2 separate regions of the Gossypium hirsutum genome follow, and region 2 is linked to region 1. Evidence: chromatin contacts called from public Hi-C data. All regions are on one chromosome and are shown on one strand. Each heading gives the region's core, a stretch centred on a gene start, on an enhancer-like site or on the middle of the called end of the contact. The rest is flanking DNA. Distances are from core to core; before and after follow the strand shown. Region 1 holds the start of LOC121230740. Region 2 holds the start of LOC107962049 (DNA-directed RNA polymerase 2, chloroplastic/mitochondrial).

What was found. Hi-C and Micro-C count contacts between places; a contact is called where the count stands out from the background.
Region 2: a contact with region 1 is called in a Hi-C map of leaf, with 4 times the contacts expected there. The contact joins the promoter of LOC107962049 here to the promoter of LOC121230740 in region 1. A contact is called at or near these places in 6 of 34 Hi-C or Micro-C datasets (leaf and petal).

Annotation. Positions count from the first base shown.
Region 1 is chrA06:120,927,047-120,931,706 of Gossypium_hirsutum_v2.1, reverse strand. LOC121230740 reads right to left here and starts at 2,705. Exons shown (of 4, transcript XM_041116052.1): 1 at 2,226-2,705; 2 at 1,694-1,968; 3 at 1,171-1,325; 4 at 458-653. The coding sequence starts at 2,502. The coding sequence ends at 1,260.
Region 2 is chrA06:121,133,949-121,138,133 of Gossypium_hirsutum_v2.1, reverse strand. It overlaps LOC107962049 (DNA-directed RNA polymerase 2, chloroplastic/mitochondrial), which reads right to left and starts at 2,191. Exons shown (of 9, transcript XM_041116055.1): 1 at 1,596-2,191; 2 at 695-749; 3 at 341-542; 4 at 47-200. The coding sequence starts at 69.

The DNA.
Region 1 (4,660 bases), core at 1,456-3,955:
CTCTCCTTTAGGTATAAAAGGAGATAGTATCAGTTTGTAAGGATCATCGAGTTTTCCTATCAATAAAATATCAGTGTGTCTTGTATCTATGGCTTTCTAAATTCTCTCTATTTCTCTAAGTCTTCTTCTTTAAAGAAAATTTTAGATGAGTTAACAATGAATTATAATAGAGTATGCTTTATGGCTTGCCATATAATGGATCCTGCACAACAGAAATATTGAAATTCTGATCAGTGATAGCAATATTGCCGAGGACAACATAAGTTTCTTGAATTAAGGGTTTGTAACTAAAAGGCAGTGCCTATTTGAATGATCTTAAGAAGAGAGGTCTGAGTTTTGGCATAGCATACCTGCTACAAATTCTGACCCGAAAATAATTAACCTAACAATAAGTGTTTTGGCCCAAAAATAATAATTAATATAAATATTTTTCAAATATTTTAAAAAAATTGGGGTATGGAAAAGAGCTTTGGCCCATTTCTTCCTTTGTTTTTAAATTAATATTTACAGATGTAATACAAACTGTACACTCAAAATCATTGCATGTTCGATCATTTCCTCAAAATATAATATATATATATGTATGTATCTGCTGGCTGTGATCTGCTTGTTAACACTTTGATTTTCAAGCGACTGATTGGTTTTGGTTAAATCTGCAAAAGAAGAAAGGAAAAAAGAAATGCATGAGTTAATTATATCAAGTTTCATGGCTATCACATTACTACTATATTTATTTATGGACTATGAATGTGGGTTTAAGTGCACATCATTTTTTTATTTATAAGTTAGGAAGTAGAGATGAAATTAGAAAAAAAAAATTAGGAGTTAAAATTAAATCGTAATTTTTACAATAGAAAAAATATAATTTTACTATTTTAATAAATTATATTTTTATAATTTTTAAAAGATTAAATTAAATTTTTATTTTTTTACTTTTACTAAAATTTAAAAAATGGTCATATAGAAAAATTTTCATTTTAAGGAGTTAAAGCCCTTGTCAGCCCCTAGTTTTGCTACTATAATGATCTATAAATAATTCTAAGTATTGTATAAAAAAATGATCAAAAGTTATAATGAATGAATTTGACTTATGAATATATCTGATTCTTAAAGTCAAATTTGATATGAAATAATAAAAATAAAATTTAAAATCATGAAAGTGATAATTACCTGAAATGTGGGAAAGAAGAATGTGATGAGCCAAAAACAGGTAGGTTTCTTGGAAAGGAAAATCGTTTTCAGTGTTGGTAATATTGCATTTACTTCACCCTTTCTTGCTGGAGAATCTTTTGATACCTAGGAAACCCATTCTTGCAAGCTGAAATCTGTGCCAATAAAAATGAAAAATCATTCATTTAATTTATGAAAATAACATCTTTTACTTTCCTTAAACAATTGAGTTTCTAGAAACGTAAAATTCCCTACTTTCTACAGTTTTGGTAGGACTTTGGGCTCGCTTTTATTATTATACATTTATCTTCTTTTTTCTCACTCCCTAATATTATTATAATATTTAATCTTTTTGTCACAACTATTTTTTTACTAATTGCTTATAAATATATCGTTTAACTATTTCATTTAATTAATTCATCAACAAACCTTAATTTAATTCAATTTATTAAAATATTTTATAAATATAGATCTTTTTAAAAAAAATTATACTTTTATGGAAATAGAGATAGCGTGAACTTACAGCTTCAATGTCAATTTTGTAGACAAGGAGCTTTCTTCTTTCTCTGCAACTTGTCCTATAAGCCACAATCATGTGTGCAATTGCCAAAGCCAATGAAGAAATGAAAAGAGCGGTTTCCATGGCTGTAACATACGTCCCTTCTTTAGGAATTCTCGAACCGAACACAAACGAAGCTTTTATCGAAACAAAAACCAACGATGAAATCGAACAAATCATTGTGATTCCCAGGTATGGTCCCCTCGAAAGTTTTGGCCCATCACAAAAACTGTAAACAACTGCAAGCAAAAAAAAAACCCAGAAAACCTGTAAATCAATTAAACAAGTAGTCTAGCAGAGAGACTAAATTTCAGAAGTACGAGGAGAAAAAGGACTGGATTCAGAATTAGACCAAACAAAATTCAATTTCCAGGGACCTCACATATGAAATAGCCACGAAGGAAACTACAATTCGATTAGGGTTTTTGCGTAAAGTAAATTGACTTTTAAATCCACTAAAAATATTCAATTCGGAATGGGTTATTGATGAACTTACAGATTATAACAGCTGATCTGATGATGGATATGAGGGGAATATCTATGAGAGAAGATCTAAAATCATAGTTATCGAAATGGGAAGAAAGGGATTGGAGTGATAAATAAGAAGGCGAAAGCGAAGCAGAGAGCAAAGCCGAAGGCAAAAGGGCATCGGCTAGAACGAGAAAAACCGGCGCAGAAAATACGAGGAACGAAATCGCCATTGTTATCAAGAAAAACACTGTTTTCAATACCCTCCAAATTCTTCTCGACTTCTCTTCCTTTGAAAAACCCATCTCCCTTCTTTCTTCAATTTTTTTTTGATTTTGCGAATTTTTTTATGTACAAAGAAGAAGGATTGAAAGTTGAGTGAGGAGGAAATGGAAAAATTAAGGTTAAAAATGAAAGGGAAAATGGCAGTGGGGTATGAAAGAAGGTTCCAAGTGTTTTGACTGTGAGAATTGGGGTGTGACGGAACTGATGACAATTGAAGATGACATGGAGGAAATTAACACGCACAAGCAACTCTTAAATTGAAATGGCGGGTAGGACTGGAACGGAGTTGTTAACGGAATTACCTATACAATTTTTTTTAACGGACAACTAACCACTGTACCCATCAAAAGATCCGGCTATTCACTGGTAATATTATCATAGAAGCCCCTATACTAGGGGTCATATTACATTTTGCCCCTTCAAATAAAAAAAAGGGCAAATTCATTCTTGTATATTAAATCGAAACTAAATTGATTATTTCTGTTGAATTTTTATTCATTTGTAGCTAAAGAAATAACTAGATATGTACTTTAGACCTAAGTACAATTATCAATTTTTAACAATAGATTTAGATAAAAAAATTTACAGAATTATCAGTTTGCTATTTGATTTAATGTATAATTATTAATTTATTTATTTTAAAAGTAAAAACAATAAATTATAATCTTAACCTTCATAATACTTGATATAAATTGTAAAATTTTATATTATTTCAACCACTCCAAATTTAAAAAATTGTTGCCCAAAAATTCAAACCGTACATGACGAAGTTGTAAAAGTCTACCAAGCAGCCCTTATTTTTTTGTTTAAATGATTTTGGTCAAAAATCTAAATGTATGGGCTGATGTCATCCTACTTATTTGACAAGTAGTCAAGTAAATTGCCTATGAAGGCCCCCTAATTGTCAAATTTCACCTAAACTTTCCCATTTTCTAGATGACAAACCCATGGATCATGAGGCCTAATATATACATACAAGCATGACACATGAATCTAGCCATAAGGCTAAAAAAAATTAAAGGAAATTAATTATGTTATTAAGGGATAATATGGTTTGATTTGAATAATATAATTGGGTAATCTTAAGTAGGTTGAAATATGTCGTTAATTTTTGTGTCTTAATAAAATTTAAAATTTAATCCTTATATTTTATATTATTGACAAGTTGATAAATTTTGATAAAATATCAATGATATTTATATTTAAATAAGGATTTTTTAAATAAAAAAATTAATTTTTAAAACACAAATTAAACCTTAAATTTTATAAAATACTGATTTTGGGATCAGTTGTATTTGGACTACCCTCATTTAAAGTTGTCCCCGCAATATAGATTTTTTTTTGTCTTTATATATATAATAGGGAAGGGTTGTTTTTTAAAAAAATAGGCGTTGTGACGTAAGAAATTACGTGGAAAACTTTGTAAATGAAGATTACACATCTTAATTAATGTTTTGGTCCATGCTAAGTGGTAACATCAACTATTTTTCAAAGCTTGCTCTAGAAATACAAAACACTGCTATTAAGATTTTGTTTCTTTAAAGATGAAATTCATGTGTTATAGTATTTTATTTTTATTTATATGTACAAAATTTGTTGTATATAGGGGCAAAGTTAAAACAAATTTTTAAGGGTCGAATAAAATTTTAATTTTTTATAATCTATATATTTATAATTTCTAAAGGATTAAATCGAATTTTTATAATTTTAAAAGAGCCAAAGTATAATTTTACCTTTATTAATTTAAAATTTAATAAAATTTCAAGGGCCTAAATATAAATTTTCTATTTTAGGGGGCTAGGGCAACTGTCAGCCCCCTATAAAATTATATTTTTTATTAGACAGGCTGTTTAACATTTTAAAAACTGTGCATAGCCATAAATCGTTTTTTTAATATTAGTAAATTTCTTATCTTCTGTCCCTAATTTTTTAAGTAAAATCTATATACTTTTTATTTTTTTTATTACGTTATGATTATTCTTACTATCATTATCGACATATACTATTATAAATTTTATCACATTTATATTTTTATATTATATTTATTTTTTAGTTATGTAAATATATTAAATACAAACTCTAAGTAGATTAAATTTATTTAATGGTGGAAGCCTTTTGGCATGAGATCCACACGTCTTATACACGGTGTGAAATAGAATAAGGTTCTAATATATAAAT
Region 2 (4,185 bases), core at 942-3,441, 210 kb before region 1:
TAGGACCTTGAGTACATACCCTGTCCAGTTTTGTGGAGGCACTAACATCAGCATATAAGGAATAACCATGTGCTTAGCCTGCTTGCACAAGCGATATTAGTATATCCATATCCACAATACTTACGACCTCGTCCTTAGATATGCCATCTTTCTCATACATTCTGTGAACAATGTTCATAATATCTTCCTTAGTAGGCTGCCTGTATCACAGATGATGTGTTAGATAATAATGGAATAGCTTGATTTCTTTCTTTGAGCCACCACAAGACCATTTGATTGTATTGTATCAACAAAGCACCACAAGGGAAGTAAAAAAGAGTAGAGCTTTAGTATCATGTACCAGTAGAACTTTTCCATCCTTCCATCACGGATCAAGGGAGCATAAATGGTTGAAAAATCATTCCCCGTGACAATGATAGGGACTCTATTTGTTATATCTGATTCTCGCCAATCTTGTCCGATACTAACTCTGGTTGGATTATCTGACAAATTCATTAAGGTACCAACAACAATCTGATTGTTGACCGTCATTTGAGTATTACCTAGATAAGATGTGAAAAATATATAAAGTTCAAGATAACGAATCAGTATATAAGTAACTTTTTAAAACTTATTAAACAAGAGGAAATTTATGAAAATTAAAGCATAATTGGTACAGTTCAAGGTTTTCTGTTCCAGTAAAACATAAGCTCACCAAATCTACCAAGACCAGCATCAATGTCATTGATCATCAGACAACTCATCTTGCCCTGCATTAGTTCAGAAAATTCAAACAAACATGGAATTAAGAACAAGTGCAGAAAGTCATTAACAATGATGTGGAACATACATCAGCATACTGAGTATCTGTAAATATTTATACTGAAAGCTCCGGATATTATTATGGTCATAATTGTTCTATTTTCATGCTAATATGTTTGCCATGGTTCTGACTTTCAAAGGCAAGGGAACGACTTTAGCCTTTCTGTTCCAATCTCTGTCAGGCACTGATGAACTTAAAATCGGAGATGGAAATAGAAACTCTGAGGATAAAGCTTCACAGGATTATTCACAGGATTTTGAGGAGTTCAAGCATTTGCGAAGGCTTTGAGTCAAAGTGGCAAAAATGCTCTCTAACTATCTCTTCTTGTACTCGGATTTTTCTCAACTCTCTTCTGCTCTTTTACACCATTACCATGGTTGAATATTTTATCTTATCATTGTAAAAGGACCGCTATATACTTGAAGTAGACGTTGGAGGAGGAGGAATAATCCGTTCGTTGACACATTGAATATCAGTATATCATCTAGATATCCATCCTCAAACTCTCTTTTTATTCATTGATTATCACAACACATTACATACACTCAAAACATTTTCAAACCCCAGTTCATACCCAGATCAAGGAAAACCATAAACAGATCTAAAAACATTCAATCTATAAACACAACCAATCAGATCAAACAAAAATCTCAATACAGAAACAATTTTTTTTTCTCAATCCCATATTATATAAGCTAACAAACATTACTCTTAACACCATAAATAGATCCAATCAGCAGGTTATTAGTAAATAATGAACACTATTAACAGCAAAAATAATGAAGAAAAATACCTGCACTTGTTAACGAAAATAGCAAGGCCACTAATTCTAAACCCATCGCAGCAAACGAGAATAAGTTCCTTAAACCCTAAAAACGTTCTCCAACACATTCTCCAGAACCTGGTCTGGGTACGTCGACTGGAACTTCGGGTGACCCGAGTCAGATCCCGTGGCGTTACAGTTCGGCGCCTTGTTGGAAACGAACTCAAGATCCGACGGTGGAGATTGCTGCCTCTCGTCGTCCTCAGACATTTGCTCCGTCCTGTTGTCTCACACGACAAACAACAAAAGGAAGACAAATGAAAGCCTAGAATTAAAAGAAACCCTTACAAATCGAGAGAAAATGAGTAGCTATGGTAGGTAAATTCAGTGCAGTAAAATGAAAAGGAAAATGAAGTGTGATTGGTGTAGGTGTATTGACTTGGTGTTGTTGGAAATGGGAAATTTGGGGGCAAATTTTCAGAGTAAAAGGGGAAAATTGGGGATTTAGGGCGCGCGACTAAATTTTCCAGGAGAATGAGGAGTAATGAGTGGGTAACCAAAAATTATTGGTTTTTTGCGGTGTTTTCACTAAAAACGCCACTATAGCTAAACTTTTTACGGCGTTTTTTCCAAAAACGCCACTATTACTTAATTTTAATTTTTTTTTAATTTTGAACATATTTTTTTCTATTTATTTCTTTAAAAATTTTTGTGCTGAGTTTATCATTTTTTAGAATTTTTTTAAAATTTTGAATATTGAACTTTTTAATTGAAATATGGACTAAAATATTAAATATTAAATTTTTAAATTTTTTATTTTTAAATTTTTAAATTTTTATTTTTAAATTAAATGAAAACTTCTAATTAAATAGTTTAGTTATCAAAATGTAACTTTTTATAATTAAGTAACTAAAATGAAATTAACTTTCCCATAGCTAAGTGAATGGTGCAGTTAATTTATATTGTTTATAAAGTCGGTTTTAGATATGATCAAAATAAAATCGAATTCAAAATAACAATAAGACCTTATTTAATTTGTTATAGTTTGGTCCTATCCAAAATAGATAATTACCTATCCCTATCAATCTGTTACTTTTTTATTTATTTTTCAATAAATAATTTGTTATAATTTTAAAATATTAAAATTAATATTATCTCTTTTATAATTATATAAGAGATTATTTAATATATAAATTAAAAAACACTAATTAATCTAAACATTAAATCCTTAATTATAGTTTCGAAACCCTAAATCATAAAACATAAACCATCAACCTTAAAAGAATAAAAAAAACACTCTATAAAACAAGTTGGAACTAAAACAACACTTATTTAAAAAAACAAAAACAAAAAAAGAGTTGCAACTTTTCAATAAGAAGATTGGTTTACAAATAAAGGAAAATTCACTGTTTTATAAAAAGAAAATGAGTTACAATTAAAAAACGTGAAGACACAAATGAGTGCAGAGGACTTTCGTTCGTATAAATAAATATATATTTTAATTAATCAGTATAGATAAATATTAAAATAGTATAAACAAAAAACTATTAATAAAATTTAAAGGTAAACTTATCATTTAAAACGTTTTCCACAAAATATCCCTTCAATCCATTAAACAATATAACACCTTATTAATATATAAAAAATATTTTTTTATCAAAATCAAGATATCTATTATCGATAACAATAATTAATTATAGGGTTTAAGATTTAATTATTGAATATGATTCACTTGAGATTAACATACTATATACCCATGGCCGTTAGACCTTAAACCATAAAACCTTAAATATTAAACCCTAAACCCAAAAATAAATTTAATCAATATTAAGTATTGCTTCCATAATTTATTATGAACATAAGCTTTTACATTAATATCTATGTATATACACATCAACATCCATATGATATTTTTTGGGGTTTAGGGTTTTAGAGGTTATAGTTTAGTGTTTAGGGTTTTTAGGTTTTAGGGGTTTAGTGTTTTACGGGTTATAAATCAGTGTTTATGATATTTTTAGGGTTTAAGGTTTTAGGAGTTATATGACTTTTAGCGGCGTTTTATCGAAAGCGACGCTAATGCTCTGGTTTTAGCGGCATTTGACCGAAAGCGCCGCTAATGCTCTAGTTTTTAGCGGCGTTTTACCGAAAGCGCGCTATTGCTTTATTTTTTAGCGACGTTTGTGTTTTACAATTTTTGCGGTGTTTTTTGATAAAACGCAGCTAAAAACGCCGCTAAAGCCCTATTTTCCTGTAGTGATAAAATGTTAATTTGAAATTCTAAAATAAGATTTTAAAATCTAACCTAAAAAAAGAAGAAGCTTAAAATGATTTTAAAATCTAAACTAAATAAAAAAGAATTTAACTAAATGGAATCTAAATAAAAACCTAAAGATTGTAATTTGTCCGATCCAAAATAGTAGAAATAGCTCGAGAAATCTCTATTTTCTCTATGATAAAGACAAATCAAATAGAAAGAAAGTGAAGAAATAAGAGCAAATCAACAGAAGAAAAAATGTGGGAGCGGTTTGGTCAACAAAGTAGTCAATGACTCAGAATGGATTGAGTATGATGGCTTGACTTAGACAAAGAAAGGCAAAGCATGGGAAATAGATGGCAAAGC